Regions from separate parts of the Mus musculus genome. Here regions 2, 3 and 4 are each linked to region 1. A link is a contact called in public Hi-C and promoter capture Hi-C data. All regions are on one chromosome and are shown on one strand. Each heading gives the region's core, a stretch centred on a gene start, on an enhancer-like site or on the middle of the called end of the contact. The rest is flanking DNA. Distances are from core to core; before and after follow the strand shown. Region 1 holds the start of Ces2a (carboxylesterase 2A). Region 2 holds the start of Ces3a (carboxylesterase 3A). Region 3 has its middle 21 kb from the start of Ces2h. Region 4 holds the start of Ces2h (carboxylesterase 2H).

The links. Promoter capture Hi-C pulls out the DNA fragments that hold promoters and counts their contacts. A called contact is a pair of places that touch in the nucleus more often than the background predicts.
Region 2: a promoter capture Hi-C map of liver shows a contact between it and region 1, with 9 times the contacts expected there. The contact joins the promoter of Ces3a here to the promoter of Ces2a in region 1. A contact is called at or near these places in 17 of 39 promoter capture datasets (the 3T3-L1 cell line, the HPC-7 cell line, cranial neural crest and 8 more), 4 of 484 Hi-C or Micro-C datasets (liver and nephron progenitors), 2 of 115 datasets of contacts at active chromatin or transcription factors (hepatocytes and liver) and 2 of 9 other capture datasets (adipose tissue and liver).
Region 3: a contact with region 1 is called in a Hi-C map of liver, with 2.7 times the contacts expected there. The contact joins the enhancer-like site here to the promoter of Ces2a in region 1. A contact is called at or near these places in 10 of 39 promoter capture datasets (the C10 cell line, cranial neural crest, embryonic stem cells and 5 more), 1 of 15 datasets of contacts at CTCF or cohesin (pro-B cells), 10 of 484 Hi-C or Micro-C datasets (the Ba/F3 cell line, the G1E-ER4 cell line, adipose-derived mesenchymal stem cells and 4 more), 1 of 115 datasets of contacts at active chromatin or transcription factors (hepatocytes) and 4 of 9 other capture datasets (adipose tissue, liver, macrophages and 1 more).
Region 4: a contact with region 1 is called in a promoter capture Hi-C map of embryonic stem cells, with 3 times the contacts expected there. The contact joins the promoter of Ces2h here to the promoter of Ces2a in region 1. A contact is called at or near these places in 3 of 39 promoter capture datasets (embryonic stem cells, hippocampal neurons and liver), 1 of 484 Hi-C or Micro-C datasets (liver) and 3 of 9 other capture datasets (adipose tissue, embryonic stem cells and liver).

The regions. Positions count from the first base shown.
Region 1 is chr8:104,732,350-104,735,590 of GRCm38.p6, reverse strand. It overlaps Ces2a (carboxylesterase 2A), which reads right to left and starts at 1,588. Exons shown (of 12, transcript NM_133960.5): 1 at 1,444-1,588; 2 at 690-894. The coding sequence starts at 1,519.
Region 2 is chr8:105,047,114-105,050,354 of GRCm38.p6, reverse strand. Ces3a (carboxylesterase 3A) reads right to left here and starts at 1,756. Exons shown (of 13, transcript NM_198672.1): 1 at 1,644-1,756; 2 at 278-482; 3 at 34-172. The coding sequence starts at 1,734.
Region 3 is chr8:105,020,684-105,023,924 of GRCm38.p6, reverse strand. No RefSeq gene overlaps it. Among named protein-coding and RNA genes, the nearest start is that of Ces2h, 21 kb to the right of the region's middle. Within about 2 kb of position 1,779, at least 3 of the 459 cell types and tissues checked have an H3K27ac peak or open chromatin away from gene starts, as enhancers often do. A contact at or near this core is called in hepatocytes and liver, where this site is marked.
Region 4 is chr8:104,999,035-105,002,275 of GRCm38.p6, reverse strand. It overlaps Ces2h (carboxylesterase 2H), which reads right to left and starts at 1,446. Exons shown (of 12, transcript NM_001272045.2): 1 at 1,351-1,446. The coding sequence starts at 1,423.

The sequences.
Region 1 (3,241 bases), core at 339-2,838:
TAGGAAGGGGGCTTCTGGATTGTATAAGAATGGAGAGAGTAAGTGAAGGTTAGTAGGCAAGCATGTGTCCTTTGAACTCTGCTCCTGATTATGGATGGGATGCAATCAGCTCTCTTAAACATCTGACTCTGTAGTTTCCCACCTATGATTGATTATAAGCTGGGATTGTGACCCATAGTAAAATCTTTCTTCACTAAGTTGCTTATGTAAGGATACTTTATCACAGCAATAGAAAGGGAACTAAGATACTTGGGTATTGAGGTACTGTGCCCACATAGCAACTATAGGAATGAGTGGGCAATGCCACTCCATATGATAGTGAGACATTCTTCATTTCACTCCCAAGTACCAATAAGGTACCTCCTTGTTCCACATAGTCTCCAGTTAGAAGCATGTGTGCTTGTTCCTTAGTCAATGGCACAAGGACAGTGGATGGTCACAGGGACTGTGAAGAATGGGCTCAGTCTCTGTTCCTTACTGCAGTTCCTACAACTAAGTCCCTACAGGTGCTGTGCTCTGACCCAGCAGCCTGGCACAGCTGTTCTACTCTAATTCTTAGCACATTCATCAAGAACGTGCATGGGAGATGCCCCTCATCATAGGCAGAAAACTGCTATAGAGCTGAGGTGGAGGAAGCCTGCAGTGTGGCCCAGAGCACAGGCCTGAAGTCCTCTGGGTCTAGAACTTACATGGCCGGCTGTGAGGTCCCATCTCTCACACCACTCCATGGCTCAGGGTCCTCAGGAGGTGCAAAGCGCAGTAGTCCTACAGGAGGCTTGGCAAAGGGGATTCCCAGGAAGGCATGGACACCAGATTTAGTGTCCTTCACGTGGACAAAGCTGCCTCTCACCTGACCCCTGTGGGTGTTCCTGATGGGGCTGGCTGAGTCCTGGCCTGTAAGTGGAGAGATGCCATCAGCTGTCACCACACTTGGGACTTTCTACCTCATCATCACCATGGTACATGGGGAAGGTAACCTGGGTCATCTCAGTTCAGTAGTAGGATGAGGAGATGAGGGCTTCTAGATTCCCTAGGGACAGACACCTTGTCCACTGACCCTCTTCCAAACTGTCAGGACTCTTCCCTAGTCAACAAAGTGACAGGCTTAGAGCCACTTGGCATTAGGAAGGAATTATTATCATTATCAATGTTGTAGGATTTCTAGCCACAAGCACACACAGAGGAGGGACATGTCCTGCTTGTTGTTCTGTCCCGGTTGTCTCCTCAGTATGTGCTAACCTCAGACATCTCTGATGCCCCCCCCCCGCCCCATGTGCCCTGGTGGGACATTACAAAGCACACATTCCCCACACTGTCACCTGTCATTCTCCACCAGCTCCTTTTCCCTTCCTGGTGCCTTCCATCCCACAAGCTCAGCCTCTGACTTTGCCGAACTGGGGCAGTTCTGACCCAAGTCCCCTGTGCTCATTTAGATAGTCTTACCATGCACATGCTGGAGGAGAAGCAGGAGCCCACAGGCAACAACACACAGCCAACCAGGAAGTCTAGCCAATGGCATGGTTGAATCTCAGGCCTAAACCTGTGCTGCTGCACATGAGAGTGTCACAGCAGGAAACAAAAACAGATCGGCCTGGTCCAAGCAGGAATTTGTACTTTTAGGGGTGTAGGTGTGGACATTTGATTGGATGGGGCAAAGTTCTTATTGCAGAAAAACTGATAAGGCAGAAGCCACAGGGAGACAAGAGCCAACAAGCAGGCAAAGCCACCTCTGCAGTTTCTCTTCCTTCCCTGGCCTCTTGGACAGACACAGCAGGGCATCTGAAGTCCTTCTGCAATGCCAGGATCCCTGACCTCCAATATGGAATCATGATTCCTGACTCTCTTCCTCACCATCCCAATGTAGGTGTTGGTATGAAGATCAGGGAGCAGAAAGCTGCAACAGGAGAAGCCACAGGGCTCTTGTCAATAGGTACACAGTCAGGATACTTCCTGTTGTGGAAGATTGACATTACAAGAATCATCATTTTAGTCATGTCCTGGGATTGGCCTTCAAGTTACTCTATGAATCCTGCAAAAGTTAGCACCCTGGGAAGATAAAGGTTTGTCATATTTAGGGTGCCTGGGAACGTGGGGATTAGAGGAGAGAACCCCGTAATGACAGAGAGAAACTGCTTAGGAGACACAGAGGCAGATGGAGCAACATTCATCTCCATTGTATGATGGCATAAGTATATAATGTTTTTAATAGAGGGCCCAGAGAAGATTTAGGGACATCAATAAATTAATAATATGGAATCTGAAGGTGAGTGATTGTGTCACAAGCAACCAAAGGATCTCAGAGGGCCTGTAAAAGTTAGAAATAAGTGTCTGTGCAAGGGCAGGCACTCAGGGAGACAGGGATAGGATGCTCTTCTGAACATATCTGGACCTTCTAATGTTTCCATTCTGTTGCCAAGACACACCTCACAGTCAAACATATTCACAGATGTTCTGAGCACATGAACATGAACCTCACAGTATCTCCAGGCTTTGAGGGCTGGAAAGAAACTTCAGCAGAGCCCCACAGAGAGAGAGACAGACCGACAGACAGACAGACAGACAGACAGACAGACAGACAGACAGACATATAGACAGAGAGATACACACAGGCACAAGCACTCCAAACACACACATACACAGATCCACACATATACACAGACTCACACACAGACACAAACACACAGCCATAGCCACAGACACACATACAGAATACATACACATGGCACCAGTCACTGATGCCTGACCATTCTTGTAACAGACAACAAATACTGAAATGGTTCTGCTTAGAGCCCAGCTATGCCCACAAAGCTTTCTCTTCTAAGAAAGAAAAAGCTATGAAATTCTGTGTGGTCAGGCAAAATGCCCATCTGGCTGTAAGCTAAAAAGCCATATTCTAGAACAAGAGCCATTGGTGGAACTCAAATTAGGTGAACACGTTTCTTCTTCATTTTCAGCTACTCTGTGCTGAAGACAGGATATTCTCTGTAGTCCAGATTGGCCTGCTACCTCAGCTTCTCGGGCTCTGGGTTTGCAAAGCATTCACCTCATATACATCTGCCCTAAGTAATCCTGGGCATCCCCCACAAGGCTCGGACAATCTGGTGTTCCCAAGAATGTTGCAGAATGGGGTGAGATGGGGGAGGGGATAAGATGCAACTCCATTCTGCTTCCAGTTGACACCAATTCTAAGCCCAGGAATCCAAACAAAGAATGTTCCAAACAGTAGTCACTAGTGAGTCAA
Region 2 (3,241 bases), core at 507-3,006, 310 kb before region 1:
GTTGAGTTGGATGGGGTCCTCTGGACTATATACCGGCCTTTTGTCCCCTGCAGTGATCTCAGTGGGGCTGTAGATGTTGAGGGTCAGGCAGTCCTCAGAAATGGGGAAGATTTTCATCTTTTCATTGAGGGTGAATCTGCTGTTGCTCATTCTCTCTACATCCTGAAGGCACCTGTAGCCAATGGAAATCCCAGGGCCAGCCCTCAGCTCCACATACTCTGCCATACAGCAATTTTCACCACCCTGCCCACTTTCCACCTCCTGCAGGGGTACTCACATTGGGGGATTGATGCTGGCATCTCTCACACCTTCCCAGGGCTGTGGTGGGAGTGGAGCTGAGAACCGAAGAGGTCCCAGTGGTGCTTGAGCAAAGGGGATGCCCAGGAAGACATTTACCATGCGGTCTGTGTCCTTCACACCCACCTGCCGGCCTCGAACACGACCCAGGGGGGTATCCACTTCAGGCTGAGTGACTTTGGGTCCTGAGAAAGGGAGAGAAGGGTCATTGGGTGCTGAGTTTACAGTCTCCATGAAGGGGTGGGGGAAATAATGGACTTTTAAAATGAAGGAAGACTTGCTCCTCCAGCATCTATTTGTTGGGTTCTATTCTGAATACTCTCCACCCAGCATTATGGCTAGGCTCTTCAACAAGTGGCTACCTTCATGATTCTTATTTTTTTGTTTTTTGAGACAGGTTCAGCCTGGCCTTGAAAGTGCCTGATGGAGGAGACTGTCCTTTATCCCCTGATCCTCCTGCCTCTACCTTCTCAGTGCAAGAAATACAAGTGTGTGGCTAGCAGGCTTGGCTCCTCTCTCCATGATTATCCCTGACTTCCTCTACCTTACCTTGTGTCCCAATCTCTAGTCTGAATCAGACTTGCTCCCAGCTTGAACCTCAGTTACTCACATGTTAACTAAGGTGTGGTAGTCAACCAATCTGCTTAGCCTGCATTGCTTATTCTTGCCCACTTGTGAAAGCAAGAAGAGGAGGAGGAGCAGGAGTATGGAGCAGGAGGAGGAGGATGTGGAGGAGGATGAGTAGGTCGAGGTGGATGATGACGATGAAGCCAAAGTCGAAGCCGAAGAAGAAGAAGAAGAGGAAGAGGAAGAGGAAGAGGAAGAAGCAGAAGCAGAAGCAGAAGCAGAAGCAGAAGCAGAAGCAGAAGAAGAAGAAGAAGAAGAAGAAGAAGAAGAAGAAGAAGAAGAAGAAGAAGAAGAAGAAGAAGAGAGTATTCTCTCCCCATTTCCCACTACTTGTTCAGTCATCTTGTGCCTCCCCTCTATGTCCTCATGGGGTTATTTGTATCCCCAATTTTTCAGTGATCTGTAAGTAGGCTTCATTTATGACATTCTTTTTCATTTTACCATGACTGATTAAAACATAAAGGTAAGAGTGAGGATATAGCTTAGTGTTGGAGCTTTCTTCATATGTTAAACTCCTGAGTTCAGTCTTTAAAAAAAATAGATCATTCAGATAATAATGACTCTGCCCAGTCGGGATATACCACACCTGTACTCTTCTATTTTGGGCACCTTCTCAGAGAAGGGTGTTCACTCTTACTGCCTCACTCCAGTCTCCTCCTTCCTCAGGTTTGCCACAGAGCCAGAAACCCCACTTCACTCGTTCAGGGAGTATGTCTTACCAATGACAGTGGTAGGAAATATCAGGAGCAGACAGGCCATCCAGACTCGGACACTGGACCCAGCTTGTGCCGTTGTCTCCATATTTGTCATAATGGACTGTGGACAAAGCTGTGGAAAGCTGGAGAGGACTTGCCTTTTATTGAACCTCTTATCTTGTGAAAATTAACTTGGTCTGCCCTGATTGGTTGGAGGCCAGCTCTGAAATTGTGTATTCTTATTTTTTTTGTTTTTGAGACAGGTTCAGCCTGGCCTTGAAAGTGCCTGATGGAGGAGACTGTCCTTTATCCCCTGATCCTCCTGCCTCTACTTTCTCAGTGCAAGAAATACAAGTGTGTTCTGCCTGCTCTCAGATCAGCAGTGTCTTCTGGAGAGGTCTGATGATTTAACACCCTCTCCTCACACCATCTTCCCTCCTCCATAGATAATTTTCAACTCTTGCTTGCCATGGTGCTTCACTCTTAGGACTGTAGCTGCACTGCATGTTAGATAGACTCTGAGCTTGGTTAATGAAGGGAGGAAACTGTGAGAGAGGCCGAGGAGGGGGGTGGGGAAAGGGAGCAGGTGTGTGAAGGGGTGAGGGAGAGGGCTGGGCATGAGAATGGAAATATGTTGGGGCATTCTGGGACTAGTTTGAGAACTGGGAATGGGTGAGGAGGATCCTGGGAGTCTATGGGGGTGACCCTAGCTGAGACTCTGAGCATCTGCGGATATGGAGACTGAAGTGGCCACTTCCTGTAGCCAGGCAGGATTTCTAGTGAAGGGACACAATTTGTCCCACTTATGAGATGCTCAGGAATAAAGATGGAACAGAGATGGCCCAATGACTGGCCCAAGTCAAGATAAGGTCCTATTCTCTGAAGGAGGACAGAGCAAGCAGAAAAGAGCAATCATTCCAAGAAAGACTGAAGCCCAGAAGCACGGAGACATCTCTAAGTCTCTAAGCCCAGCATCCACATATCTGTGATGAGGGATGTCCCAAGGCCTACTGCATTGCTGTTACATGTTAGCATTTTTCATAGACTTATATATTGGGGTCTGCAACTTTTCAAGCCTAGGAAGCATCTTGCTGTTTCCCCGACCTTTATAAGGTCCTCAAGTAACCATTCTGGTTCCATTTAGGCATTACCCCATTGGGAGACCCCCGGAAGCAACTCTGAACCTGCAGCAAACTTCTGTCAAAATCTAACAAGCTTCAAGACCCCTTATTTGTATTCTGAATGCACATAGTCCTGGTACCTTATGCCCACAATGAAGGTATGCTGAGGGTGGAAGTGTGGCCTAAGCCTGCTGGATCACAACCACAGAAACTGCTCAGTGTGTCACGAGGAGGTTGGGAGCTGGAGGTGAACTTGTAGAAGGAATCCCAGCCTGGTCTTTAAAATAGAGAATAGTCTTTTGACTATTATTGTAGGAGGGGCATCCTTCAGGGTTCTGAGATGTCTACCACATATTCTTCAAATTGTCCTAAACAGAATATGTATGCATGTGTATGTATTTTTTAAAAAAACTACTTATTTTTGTTTTATATGTATGTTTTGCAGTATGTTTTGTCTACATGTATGTTTGTGTACCATGTGTGTACAGTGTCCGAGTGACC
Region 3 (3,241 bases), core at 530-3,029, 290 kb before region 1:
ACATACAGCATACATACATATACATGTGTGTTTGTGTGCTATCCATTCTTTTGGTTTGAATTTGAATGTCCCTGTAAAGTTTTGAAAATATGTTTTGAACACTTGGCCTCCAGCTTGGGACCCAATTTTGAAGGCTATGGATCCCTTACAAGGTAAAGTGTGGTTGGCACATGTCCTTTTCCAGGGCCAGGCTGTGCTGGATGCTTTTATGTCAACGTGACACAAGTTAAAGTCAACTGGAATTGAGGAAATCTTAATTGAGAAAATATTTCTGTAAGATCCAGTTGTAGGGCATTTTTTTAATAAGTGATTGAAGCGGGAGGGCCTAGCCCATGACAAGTGGCCCTGGGTTTTTTTGAGAGAGCAAACTGAGCAAGCCAGGAAGCAGCATCCCTCCATGGTCTCTGCATCAGCCCTTTTAGTTTCCTCCAGGTTCCTGCCCTTTTAGAGTTTCTGCTGTGACTTCCTTCAGTGATGAAATATGATGTGGAAGCAGAATACACCCCTTCTCCCTAAGTTGTTTTGGTTATGTTTTATCATCATAGCAATGGAAACCCTAACTAAGGCACTGGTCTTTGAAAGTTGTACCTACCTCAGGTTCTGTTCTGGCTCCCTCTGCTGTCTGATCTGCTGCCAAGTGAGGGCTTGTCATCATATGCTCCTGCTGCCATGCACGGAGCACCTTGTCTTTCATGCCAGAGTGGAATGGAAGGCTTCCAAAGCATGAGAAAAGTGAAAATCACTTCTCTTAAAGTGGTACTACAGTAACATATTAACTATGTCTATCCCTGTGTCTGTCTCAGTCTCAGTATCTCTCTCTAGAAGCAGACACTATAAAATCTAGGGAAACATCTACAACCAGAAGCACCTACCCGTCCAATGCAATAATATTTCAGGCTCACTACTTTAAGGATTTGCGAGGATACAAAGCAACTGGCATCTTTGATACACGGGTGGTGTGAGATGGTCATTTGGAGGTGATTCAACATTTTCTTTTCTTTCCTTCATCTCTTCCCTGCCCCCGCCCCATTTTATGTGTTTCTAATTCTGGGGATTGGACCTAAGGTCTTCCACATGCTAGCCAAGTGCTCCGACATGAGCTCTAATTTTAACACCGTTCTCTCTTTTGTTTGCTTTTGTTTTGACACAGGGTCTCGTTAAGTATATCAGATGGTTTGTAGTTTGTTCTGTAGCTCAGGCAGGTCTTAACTTGCAATCTTTTTTTTTTTGCCTCAGACCTCTGAGTAGTTGGGATTACAGGCCTATGCCACCTAATTTGGCTTTATATTTGGCTTTGGTGGTGCTGTGATTGAATCCAGGGCTTTGTACATACTAGGCAAGCTCTCTACCATGGAGCTGAGAGCTAGCCCTGAAATTTTTCTAAAGGTTCAACAAGTTTTCCACAGGACTCAGCGCTTCAGCTCCAGGTCTGGACTCTAAAATTGAAAGCATGTGATTATGTAAAGCCATGTGTGTAAATATTCGTAAAGCTTTATTAAAAGTAGCCAAACATGTTAACACATATGCAGGCAAAATACTCATATACATGAAGTAATTAAGTCTTAAAAAGTAGCCAAATCTGGGGGAGAGGGGGGTAGAGTAAAGCTTTCTGAACAAGCATGGGTATCTAGGTTTGGATCCATTGCACCCATATAAAAGCCAGACATAAGCCAGGCATGGGCAGGAACATGTAACTGCAGTGGGGAGAAATGGGGACAGGCAGAGCCTGGTCTAATGTGATAGTCAGCTTAGGTAAATCTGTAAGACCAAGGTTCAGCCAGAGATCCTAGCTCAAAGAGTAAGTGGAGTAATAATTGAGAGAGACATCCTAACATCAACCTTTGGTCTTAACTCATGCCTGCAATAGCTAGTACACACGCTCATGCCTACATGGGGGTGGGGTGGTAGAGGTGGCAGGATGGGTGGGGGTTAGTCAAACAAGAGAGGGATGGAGGTGTGGGTAGGGGGAAAAAGAATATTTAGGGACAATGATGCGGTGTTACTCACATGAATTCCTTCACAAATGAGAGATGGTCAGATGGTCCACAGGTTGCAGAGGGACTATGAAGGGCATGAAGGTACCTCTCTGATGAATAGGCCCCCATAGGGTCAGGGGGTGGAAACTTCTGCTCCTTGGTATGTCTGGATCTTCCGTTTCTCACCACAATCCCACATCCAAGGAGGGTCTCACAGATGACCCTTTTTTGGAGATGTGCAATTGTCAAGTATCTGCACAGCGTCTCATAGTGTCTGCAGACCAAGCCACACTGGTGTAACGGCAAAAGACAGGACACGAGAAACCTGCCTGGGCCTTCTCCACACTTACCTGCAGAGTAGTTCAGGAATCAGCATCCTGTGTGCATACCTAATGCTGCGTCTCACAAAAATGAATCCAATCACCACTTTGGACAGAAATAGAAGGGGATAGGTTTTCGTATTTATTTATTTGGAGCCAGTGTTTGATATGTCACCAGGCTGACCTGGGATGGAGATCTTCCTGTCTAGCTTCCTTAGTGGAAGGGTTACAGTTGCAGAAATGTGCCACACTGAAAATGGAGGGTATCTTGATTTAAGTGCCAATGATAGATGACATTCAACCTTCAGGGACCATAGAGAAGGCCATATATTTCCCATAATTAGTTCCCATTACTATGTGCAAACGCAATCTACATTATTTTGGCATTAAGAGGTATGTCTTAGTTAGGGTTACTATTGGTGCGACAAAATACCATGACCAAAGCAACTTGGGGAGGAAAGGGTTTATTTGGCTTACACGTCCACAGCACTGTTTATCACTGAAGGATGTCAGGGCAAGAACTCAAAGAGGACAGGAATTTGGAGGCCTCTGGAGCTGATGCAGAGTCCATGGAGGGGTGCTGCTGACTTGTTTGCTCTTCATGGCTTGCTCAACTTCCTTTCTTATAGAATCCAGGACCACCAGCTCAAAGGTGGCACCACCTGCCACGGGCTGGGCCTTCCCCCATCAATCACTATTTAAGAAAATACCCTCCAGCAGAATCTTCCGGAGGCATTTTCTCAATAGAGATTCCCTCCTTTTAGGTAACTCCTAGCTTGTGTCAAATTGACATTAAGCCAGCACAGAGGAGTCTGTGTGAGGTGAGCCCCACCACAAGGGAACATCCATCACCAAGGTTAGTGAGATTCTCCCCAGGGACAGCACTAGTAGTTGAGGGCCTGAGAAGTGAGAGGAGAGGTAAAGAGGAGGTGGAGGGGAAGGAGG
Region 4 (3,241 bases), core at 197-2,696, 270 kb before region 1:
GGATGGCTGAATTTGAACAGATCCCTTCGGGAATTGAGACTTCAGGTCAACTCCACCCGCTTGGACCTGTCCCTGACCAAAGGATTACCCAATTGGATCTCCTCAGCATTTTCTTTCTTTAAAAAATGGGTGGGATTAATATTATTTGGAGATACACTTTGCTGTGGATTAGTGTTGCTTCTTTGATTGGTCTGTAAGCTTAAGGCCTAAACTAGGAGAGACAAGGTGGTTATTGCCCAGGCGCTTGCAGGACTAGAACATGGAGCTCCCCCTGATATATGATATATCTATGCTTAGGCAATAGGTCGCTGGCCACTCAGCTCTTATATCCCATGAGGCTAGACTCATTGCACGGGATAGAGTGAGTGTGCTTCAGCAGCCCGAGAGAGTTGCAAGGCTAAGCACTGCAATGGAAAGGCTCTGCGGCATATATGAGCCTATTCTAGGGAGACATGTCATCTTTCATGAAGGTTCAGTGTCCTAGTTCCCTTCCCCCAGGCAAAACGACACGGGAGCAGGTCAGGGTTGCTCTGGGTAAAAGCCTGTGAGCCTAAGAGCTAATCCTGTACATGGCTCCTTTACCTACACACTGGGGATTTGACCTCTATCTCCACTCTCATTAATATGGGTGGCCTATTTGCTCTTATTAAAAGAAAAAGGGGGAGATGTTGGGAGCCGCGCCCACATTCGCCGTTACAAGATGGCGCTGACAGCTGTGTTCTAAGTGGTAAACAAATAATCTGCGCATGTGCCAAGGGTATCTTATGACTACTTGTGCTCTGCCTTCCCCGTGACGTCAACTCGGCCGATGGGCTGCAGCCAATCAAGGAGTGACACGTCCGAGGCGAAGGAGAATTCTCCTTAAAAAGGGACGGGGTTTCGTTTTCTCTCTCTCTTGCTTCTCTCTCTTGCTTCGCTCTCTCTTGCTTCTTGCTCTCTTGCTGCTTACACTCTGGCTCCTGAAGATGTAAGAATAAAGCTTTGCCGCAGAAGATTCTGGTCTGTGGTGTTCTTCCTGGCCGGTCGTGAGAACGCGTCTAATAACAATAGGGAATGTCCTGACTCGTCATCTTGAGTCTGTCTGGCCTTGTTAATCTGCCACTCCTCAAAACCCCCTCCTTTTCAGTTCCATCCTTGAAGGCGAGCATCTTCAGGTAGCCACTATGCTTTTAGCTTTAGGCGGCCCACCTTGACACTTGCAGAGTATCACACAAGTAAGCAATGGGCTTCACCATTTCAGCCTTGCCATTTCCTTGCCCATCCTTGGCCATTTCCTCCCTTACTCTCCCTTAGTCTCTTCACAGTTTGGCAGCTCTGACATAATTCCCTTCACTCCCCTGAGAGCCTCACCCTGGACCCGGAGGAGAAGCAGGAGCCCACAGGTCGCGGTGGTTAGCCGAGCATGAATTTGTTCCAGTCTCATGGTTGGTACACAGGCGTGTTTCTGAACTTCTGTAGGGCAGGTCAGGCTTTACCAGAAGGCAACTGAGGATTGGAGCTGGAGTTTGGACCCTGCAGAGTGTGGGCAGGGCTCTGGGTGGGGCCTGGCAGGGTGGGTACTGCAGGAGAACGACTCTGAGCAGACTGGGCTTGTGAAAGCCAAAATCAGCAGACAGGGATTATAGACACCTCCACACTTCCTGTGTTTCTTTTGACCTCCTCTGAAGGTGCTATGTGGCGTCTACAGCCCCTTAAACACAGGGACCTGCACCTGCAACTTGCAACCACTAAGTGTAAGGACATGACAGTCACAGGTGGAAGGAAGGTGTCAGGGATGAGAAGACAGAGCAGAAAGCTGATGCTAGAGAAATCGAAGGGCTTCTCTGAAGAGACACACCATAGTGACCCACATTAGAGAATGGCCACACCTATTGTGGGGCGAAGGGAGCTGGGAGGGCAAATACAAGGCAGCTACGACGGTTCCTTCAATCCTGAAAACTTCTCGTTCGTTTCTGGATTCATGATTTACTTGTTTCTCCTGCCCTGGTCCCTTAATCCCCATAGTCATGGTGTGAAAATCTGCATGGACTCTTCCTTGGTCTCAGGGACATTTCTGTATGTGTGCATGCATGCACACACACACACACACACACACACACACACAGAGAGAGAGAGAGAGAGGGAGAGAGAGAGAGAGACAGAGACAGAGACAGAGAGAGACAGAGAGACAGAGAGAGACAGAGACAGAGAGACACAGAGAGAGAAATAAAATAAAATAAAATAAAATAATAAATAAAAAAAAGGAGTCTAAAGGCAATGTTGACTAGTGTGAATAGTCCCAGAACTTGGGAAGTGGAGGCAGGTGAATCCTGAGTTTGGTTAAATCATAGTTACACAGGAAGGCTGAGTGTCAACAGACAAAATCCAAACAAGCAAAATCATAGTAACAACAATAACAGTAAAAGCAACAATAATAAACAAATAAATAAATAATAAATGAAAGTCCAGGTGAATATCTGCAATCGAATATCAGTGCATGCCCACCCCTAGTAATTCTTCTAGCTAGGCCCTACCTCGTAAAGAATCCAGCGGTCAAACTATTCCCCTAGCTATATGAATATTTTGTTCAAAAGAAACTACCATTTTGTTTTCAGATTATTTAATCTTAGGGAAAAGTTAAATTCAAGGTCCCAGGCCTTAGGGGAGCTGGGGACTTCCCTATAGCTCAACGGCTTCTGTTGAAAACAGTTGTCTAAGTACAGCCATCTCAATGACAACTTCTCCATCTTGCTGGCAGGTTTAAACCAGTTCACGTTCCCAGGCCTAGGAATGACCTGCTTCTTTGTCTCTTTATCACTCTGAGCTCTGGACCTAATATCTAGGAGAATGAATTAAGGACCTTGAAGCCAAGTGCCCTGGATATGACCCAGTCTCCAACAGGTTTAACCCATAATGTCAAAATACAATTGGATAACACCGCCCCTCTCTCCTTGCTCTGTGTTCCTAACCTATAAAAATGTTGCACAACCTCCCTTCAAGGACACGGTTCAGATCCTGTACTGGCTGCCCGGTTTCCTGGGCACTCAGAAAATAAAGCTTGCATTTTTGATCTTCCCCATCTGTAAAGTAAGTTTTCTTGGCTTCCACCGCGAACACAACAACATGAGCCTGTGTGGATTGTACATTCAAACCATATCAACTACAGAAAGTCTAAAAAGTGCTGCAAGATTGCTGTTGGTGAAGTGTCCTGTGCACTCAGAGAAATGATAGCCACACAGCAGTGGGTTTACAGCAGTAGGAT